Regions from separate parts of the Mus musculus genome. Here region 2 is linked to region 1. Evidence: chromatin contacts called from public Hi-C data. All regions are on one chromosome and are shown on one strand. Each heading gives the region's core, a stretch centred on a gene start, on an enhancer-like site or on the middle of the called end of the contact. The rest is flanking DNA. Distances are from core to core; before and after follow the strand shown. Region 1 overlaps Gm31374 (a long non-coding RNA gene). Region 2 has its middle 11 kb from the start of Gm39331.

What was found. Hi-C and Micro-C count contacts between places; a contact is called where the count stands out from the background.
Region 2: a Hi-C map of cortical neurons shows a contact between it and region 1, with 2.2 times the contacts expected there. The contact joins two enhancer-like sites. A contact is called at or near these places in 1 of 484 Hi-C or Micro-C datasets (cortical neurons) and 1 of 9 other capture datasets (embryonic stem cells).

Annotation. Positions count from the first base shown.
Region 1 is chr9:46,351,260-46,355,321 of GRCm38.p6, reverse strand. Gm31374 (a long non-coding RNA gene) reads right to left here. Exons shown (of 3, transcript XR_379350.2): 3 at 3,282-3,447. Among named protein-coding and RNA genes, the nearest start is that of Gm31374, 3.6 kb to the right of the region's middle. Within about 2 kb of position 1,866, at least 17 of the 459 cell types and tissues checked have an H3K27ac peak or open chromatin away from gene starts, as enhancers often do. A contact at or near this core is called in cortical neurons, where this site is marked.
Region 2 is chr9:46,964,104-46,968,273 of GRCm38.p6, reverse strand. No RefSeq gene overlaps it. Among named protein-coding and RNA genes, the nearest start is that of Gm39331, 11 kb to the right of the region's middle. Within about 2 kb of position 2,018, at least 23 of the 459 cell types and tissues checked have an H3K27ac peak or open chromatin away from gene starts, as enhancers often do. A contact at or near this core is called in cortical neurons, where this site is marked.

The DNA.
Region 1 (4,062 bases), core at 617-3,116:
TGAACCTCTCCCCCTCTCCTCTCCTCTCCACTCCTCTCCTCTCCTCCCCTCCCCTCCCCTCCCCTCCCCTCCTCTCCTCTCTCCTCTCCTCTCACTGCTCTTCCATTTCCCTTAAAAAAAAAAAAAAAAAAGAGCAGGCTTCCCAGGGATTTCAACCAAACATGGCATAACAAGCTTCAGGAAGACCAGGCACAAACCCTCACATCAGGGCCGGGAGAAGCAACCCAGTAGGAGGAAAAGGGTCCCAAGAGCAGGTGAAAGAGCCAGAGACACCCTCATTCCCAATGTTAGGAGTCCCACAAGACCACCAGGCTAACAACCATAACATCTATGCAGAGGACTTAGAATAGACCCATGCGAGCTTCCTGATTGTTGGTTCAGTCTCTGTGAGCACCTATGAGCCCTGCTTAGCTGATATTGGGGGCCATACTCTCCTGATGTCCTTGACCCCTCTGGCTCCCAGAATTCTTCCTCCCCATCTTCTACAGGGATCCCTGAGCTCCAGGGGGAAGACCCAATGGAGATCTCTCTCTCTCTCTCTCTCTCTCTCTCTCTCTGCCTAATGTTTTACTGTAGTCTCTGCATCTGCTCCCATCAGCAGCAGGAGGAAGCCTCTCTGATGGCTGGGATAGGCAGCAATCTGTGAGAATATAAGGATATCTTAGGAATCATTTTATTGATTTTTTTTTTCTATCCTAGGTCTGTGAGCTCTCCAGCCTCTGGTCCCAAGTCACCAGGCAGTGTTGGGCACGGGTTCCCTCTCATTGTCAGGACCTCAAATTAGACCAGTCATGGGTTGGCCACTCTACAAAGCCTTTTAACCTTTGAAATTCTCACTGATTTTTTTCTTAATGGCAGTAAAATAAGTGTTATACATAAGTGTTAAACCCACACCACCATGGGTTTAAATATCTTTAAGATCTTTCTTCCTTTACTTGGAATTGAAGAATTTCGGCAGTAATAGACTACAAAGAATAGAGGAACCAGAAACATTCCCAGAGCAAAGGACTTCAGTCAGCCTCAACACCCTTATCTCTTATCCCTCCCTGAGTCCTCTGCCCTCTAGAAGAGAGAAACATAAGCCTGCGTTGCCCTCTAGTGGCTGTGATGATAATTACAGCCAATACCTTTGTTTCAGTACCTTCTACAGGTACTAGACAGGCACTAGACCCTGAGAATCCAAGGCTCTGCCCACAGCTGGAGCTGAGGCTGGACACTGTGGCCAACGGCCAAACCACACCCCACCACTGACAGGGTGTCAGAATCAGATCTCCTGAATGCATAGCTCAGCTGATAGTGATTACATATCATGGTCAAAGTCCTCACTCTGATTCCTAGCATCAGATAAAACCAGGCACGGTCACACAAGCCTATATAATTCCAGCACTAGGAAAATAAAGGCAGGAAGATCAGAAGTTCAAGGCTATCTTCAAGTACGTAGTGAGTTAGAGGCCAGCCTGGGCTACACGAAACTCTTTATACAGGGGTAAGATCACTTCTATCCTCAATAAGAGCCCCCACCCCCCACAGACACACACCCGACTTCTCCTTTGGACCTAAGAAACTCTGTGTCAGTCCCAGAACAGGACAAGTTACTTCCTTGAAATATCAGATCTGGAGGAAGCCAGAGATGGCAGATGGCATGCAAGCCTGGAACTGGGGAGGGAGGTGGCTCCTCACAGTTCCATCAGCTCTGCAAGTCGAGGCAGTGTGGAGTCACAGGCAGTCCCTCTCCAGTGAAGGCAGCCGGGCCTCCCCTCCACCATTCTTACTTCAGAAGCTAGCTGAACCAGTGGGCCCTCCCCCAGCCCCCAAGGCCGGAGTGCATTAGCAGCCTGCAGGCTGTCAGGAGCAGTTGCAGATGCCCCATTTATATTCCTAAGTAGAGGACTTGTTAATATGGAGCCTGCCTCTGGGGAAATGGGAATGTGCGGGGTGAGAGATGACAAATCACAGCCCGGCAGCCAGGCTGAGAGCACTAATACCCATTTACATCTTACTCATTAGCCCTCACTGGCCAGCGAGCCTTGGCTACCATGGGGCTAAGGGCTGGCCTCCAGGAGCCCCTTTTGGCTCTGAGAAACTCAGGCACTGGTGGTAGGTGGCAGGGTGACCTCTTCTGCCAGCAGGTCACTAAAAGGCCCATGCAAAAGACAACCAAAGTCCCAGCTCAGCCCCACAAAATAGACAAGAGTGAGTCCCAAACCAGACCTTATTCCTTGGGACACAACTCATGCCGCCCCCCACCCTGCACCCCCACCTCCGAATCTCAGATGAAAGAATTAAAGGTCGGAACACCTCCAGTTCATTTTGGCCACACCTAGCCTCCACATGGAAAGGATCTGCCAGTCATTGGACTATGACAGTGTCAAGAGACCCCACTCCCCTACCCACACCCCTAAGCTCACACACAACCACACAGCACAGCCTGCAGGCAGGGCAGGCCCTGGGCTGGGCTGCCTGGACAGTACTTCCTCGCGTGTCTAGAGCCTGGTCCCCAACAGAGCAAGTGTGCAGCTTGAGTAATGGCGGGCACAGATCCACCCGAATCCTGATAAGGGAGAATAATAACTTGTCAAAGATATATATGATATGTGTTTGCTTTCCCGACGGAATATCTATGGGGCTAATTCATCAAGCCGGCGGGCTGGCTGGAGACCCAGGGAGGAAAGCCGGGAGGGAGAAGCACGTGATCGCTAGTACCCCAGTGGAAAGCTGGGAACCCGGGCAGCCTGCGTGGGCCACTGGAAGCTCACCAGGGCCCTGGCAAGCCCTGAAACTGACTGTCCTGGGATTCACCTGACGGTGTCCGTGTGACGCTCCCGGTTTGGGGACCTGGAAGGTGAGCAGATAGAGTGACCCCTTTCCTGGAAGAGAATCAGCCAGACCTCTGTCTCCTCCCACTGCCTTGGGCCTTCCCCCTGTACTCTGAAAGACAGGGTGACAGGAGTACATTCCAAGAATGCTAGAGTGAAGGAAAAAAGAAACGTAAAAAGCGGAAAAAGCACTTGACTCACAGAAGATCCCACCTGCTGCCGACCCACGGCGGGCGGGGCTTTCTGTCTGTTCCTTAGTGATGCCTGATAGACAGCTCCCCCAACCCAGTCTCTGCCTTCCTCCTTTTTGTCACAGTAATAAAAATAACCGAACTGATACGTATCATTACAGCACCCCACACACTCATCTCCGAGGGATTTACCTGTCCTTGAGCACCCAGAGCCAGGGGCCCATCTGCGGGCAGGAACGCCAACACCCAGAACCTCAAAGGGAACTGCCCCTGGAGTTTTGGCCCTCAGCTTGCCCTGCCCAGCCCCCAGCCCCCACGCACCTGATCATCTGTCTAGTCTGTTTCTCCCCAGTTATTCCAGCGTTCCAGAGCGACAGTCGCCATTCCTTCAACACGGGGTGAAGCCCTGTCAGACACCAGGTCTTGGCACTGTGTGCATACTAGAAAGCAGAGACGAAAGGCCACCATTACTGGGCTCATGGAACGTGGAGAGACTTCCCCAGGTACCGTCAGCTCACCCCTGCCCTGCCTTCCTGAGGCCCAGCAATTGAAGGGTTAACGCCTGACACAGTTCAGAAGGTCTCTAGGACCCTGACCAGCTCATGCGGGGGGTTTCCATCCCATTAGTCAAAGCTGATACCATTCTGTTGTTAAATATTTTGACTCTCACCCCGGTAGCACATCTGTAAGCCCATCCTATGGGAATTCTGTGAGCATTACTCTGTAAGAAATTCTGTTGGCTCTCTCCCCCTCCCTTCTCCTTCCTCCCTCCTCTCTTTCTTGTTTTATTCTTTTCTTTCCTTCTTCCTTTTTTCTCTCCCTCCTGCCTCCCTCTTCCCTCTTCCCCCTCCCTCCTCCCTATCTTGCTTCATTCTTTTCTTTCCTTTTTTCTTCCTTCTTTCTCTCCCTCCTCCCTCTTCCCGCCTCCTCTTGTTTCATTCTTTTCTTTCCTTCTCTCCCTTCTCTCTTTTCCTCCTGCCTTCCTCCTTCCCTTCCCTTCTCTCTCTCTCCTTCCTTCTTTTCTTCCTCCCTCCATTTCTCTCTTCCATCTTTTC
Region 2 (4,170 bases), core at 769-3,268, 610 kb before region 1:
CTTCTGGTACTTTCTGATACTATCTCTGTGTTCAACACTGCCCGCTCTTCCCCCCCCTCCCCCCCCCCCCGGCCTCCCTGAACACACACACTTTTTGGCAGTGTTGAAGAATGAACTCAGGACCTTGTATGTGTTAAGTAAGTGATGCAATTATCAAGAGATGACCCAGGAAACCTAGGAGTCCCTGTGGTCCTGGCCACACCAAGTCGCACCCTTCTGACTTGTTTCTCAAGTACAAAGCTTTTCTGTAGTGCCCAATTTTGTTCCTTGAAACCACTGCAGTGACACACCGAGATGCTACAATTCAAAGGAGCCCATGACCACTGTAAAGTACCGGAAAGCCACCAAACTTCCTGATCTTCAGGAACGTTCTCTGAAAGCACACACCTGCCACTCCACTGCAGGCTTCCCAAATGACTGTCGGATTTTGCCCACCTCTGCAGAGAGAGATGGCAACGTCCACCTGCTTTGCCTTCTGCTGACCTGACTTTGACCCAGGGCATCTGGTTCATGTTCAAAGATAAATTAGCCTGTTGTTCAACATTTTCCATAATGTCCATCCAATTCAATTAGTTAATAGAATTATGAAATGTCAGGCTGGATGGGTAGAGATAACTCAATGTAACCCATCATTTTTAAAAAATAAGGAAGCCATGCTGAGAAAGGAAAAGCACACAGTAATTCTCTGTGCAGATGCTCTTGGGTTTGGAGGCTCTGGGCTCAGAGGTCTTGGCTAGAAAAGCTTTAATTCATTGAATGCCTGCTGTAGTGGGAGCCCTGTGGTGGTTTGAATGAGAATGGCCCCACAGGCCCCTAGATTTTATTCCCAGCTGGTGGGTTGTTTAGGAAGGATTAGGAGGCATGGCCTTGTTGGAGGAGGTATGTCACTTGGGATAGGCTCTGAGGTTTCAAAAGCTCCCCCCCACACCCCGAGTGCGCCCCCCCCCCCCCGCCTCCTGTCTTTGGATCCAAATATAAGCTCTCAGCTACTTCTCCAATATCATGCCTATCTTCCTGATGCCATGCTCCCAGCCATGATGATCATGCACTAGCCCTCTGAAACTGTAGGCACGGTCCCAACTTAATGCTTTCTCCTCTAAGCTGCCTTGGCCATAGTGTCTCTTCACAGCAATAGAATAGTAACGAAGACAGGCCCTCTCCATAAGGTACTCACAATCTAGGAAGAAGAGTGTTGGGCAGAGTCTGGAAAGACCATCTTATCTTAAAGGAGCTAACTGCCTGGGGAGAGAAGCCAGGGAGCATTGATGGTCATTACCCAAAGTGGGAAATGTCAGCATGACCCCTCTCTAATCTATGTCACCCTGAACCTAAAGCTGGGTGATAGTGCAGCTTGGACTAGAAAAAAATACCAAGGTAAACCATGGCTTCAGGCTCCGTTTACCCTGCCTTTGTACAATCCCAAAGCCTGTGAGCAAGGCTCACCTCGGCCCGACTTTACCCAGCCTTCCAACCCTTTCAGGGTAAACTCTGCTTCTTTCAGCTTCCTCCTCACTCACCCAACACAAATCAGACAGGGGGCTAAAAGGAGGTAGGTTAGATTGCATGAAGCCCAAGGCATCCTGGGCTGGGCTCTATTTCCCGAGGTTTCCTCCCTCTATCCCATTACCCTCAGCCTGGGCTGGTGGGCTCAGCTGTCATGAAATGAGTATCACCCATCTCTGTATGGGCTTATTCCCATTAATCCTGACAGTCCAACTCTAAGCTGGACCAGGAGCTCATACGAAGGGTAAGCAGGAAGGGAGACTCTCGGCAGAGCTCTGTAGTTTGCCAGAAGCCTTCTGATCTAGAGTTACCCTCCAGAGGCACCTAGATTTCTGGAGGGTGGAAGTGTAAGGGTCAGAATACCCTTCGAGGTTCCCCTCAGAATGTAGAGGGAGTGGAGATCTCACCCCATGAGCTAAGAGGAAAAGAAGCCTGGGGTGGATAGGATGAGGTTTGGGCTTCAGGAAGGGGTGTCATGGAGATGGGGATTTAAAAATAAACAGGAGCTAGCAGTCTCTTTAGCCATAACCATGGTAACGGACACCGCTGGAATCATAGCCTGCACAGGGACCATTCCCGAGGCTCCAGAAATGTATGCGGGGTTACATCATTTTCCACTCCTCTTTGTTGGTGTCACTATTGTTGTTTTAAATTCTCCAGGGCTGTGAACACAGCAAACTCAAACACAGGGAACACCATGCAAATGAGTCCCTACATCCTCAGCCTCAAACCCAAGCCTCTTTGCTCGAGCTCCCTCTGAACACGTGCCCTGGAACCGCAGATGCACACTGGGCAATGGGCACCCACACCAACAAAGACACGCCCTGGGATGCCCAAATGTTCACACAAACAGAAACACACATGCAAATGTGTGTTTGTCTATACTCACGCACACATATACTGAAAGATACCTGCTCTTGTAGAAAGCAATAAGTCAAAGACTTGAACTTGGTGTATCGGTGCAGGCCCCATACATGTTTTTGTGATTGCACATGTTCACAGTTCCATCTGATAGCTAACACACGGGCACACTTGCACACAGCAAGTCTCTGGCTGTAGGTTTCATGGAGGTCTGCACACCTGATAGCACACACAGCCTTGGGAGCACACATGTGGTTGGCCTATGTCTTGATACTCTACCTGCTTAAGTATACACGTAACTGATGTCAGCATCTGCTCTCTCCAGGGTATGCAGTTGTCATGAGCAGATGCATGCTCACTGGAATCTCATTGTCTGTAGAGTCATTGTTTCAACTCAGCAAAGGCACATTGTCTAGAGGTACACTTTCCCTGATGTATACACACACATATATACACACACACACTCACAAATAAACACTGTCACACATACACACTCACACACACACTCTCTCAAACATACACACTCACACATACACACACAAATACACATAATCACACACACACATTCACACACTCTCACATACACACACACTCACAAATAAACACTGTCACACATACACACTCACACATACACACTCACACACACACTCTCAAACATACACACTCACACATACACACACAAATACACACAATCACACATACACACAAATACACACAATCACACATACGCACATTCACACACTCTCACATACACACACACTAACAAAAACATACACATGCTCATATACGTACTCTCTTACACGTACACATACTCTCTCTCACATACACACACATACACACACACTCACAAATACACACTGTCATGCATGCATACATACACACTCTCGCATACATATACACACAAATAGACGCTAACAAAAACATATACACTCTCATATACATACTCTCTCTCACACACATACACACACACAGTCACACAGTCACATATATGCACACACACTCACAAATACACAGTCACACATACACACTCACACACTCACAAACATGCACATTAACACACTCTCACATACACACACACACACACACACACATACACACACACTAACAAAAACATACACACTCTCATATACGAACTCTCTCTCACATGTACACACACATGCACATACTCTCACATACACACACTCACACACATACATAACACAAACACTAACAACAACATACATACATATATATTCTCTCTCTCCTCTCTCTCTCTCTCTCTCTCTCAACACACACACACACACACACACACACACACACACTCACACACACACACTAGCTCTCAGCACCAACTCCATTCAAGCACCCTAAGTCAAAGACTTTTCCACATCTCACACAAAACAGGGAGAAGGAAAATTGGCTCAGTCTGGAGGCCTTGGGTTCCTCAGCAGGCAACGTGGAGCAGAAATGGACTCCTAGAGCCAGTGGGTTTTTAAAAAATTGCATGAGACTCCCAAGGAGGCAGGAAAATCAAACCCTCGTCATTGAAAATCCCTACACAGCAGAAGCAGAAATCAACAGAGCTCCAAGAAAAGGCTGCCGCTCCCCCACTTCACCCTCCCTCCCCAGAAGAGAAGACAAACAGAAAACAAATCAAAAAACAAATCTAGATTGAAAGGAGCAATTGTCGAATGAATAGCTCTGGGCTTTCCTCTCACCCCGGGACACATGTTCCCTGACCGCAGGACAAGAATGAGAAGAGATTCCTGCAGGCAGTGGGCAGAGGGACAGCCTGCATCAGGCTAATATTTGATGGCTTCTTGTTCC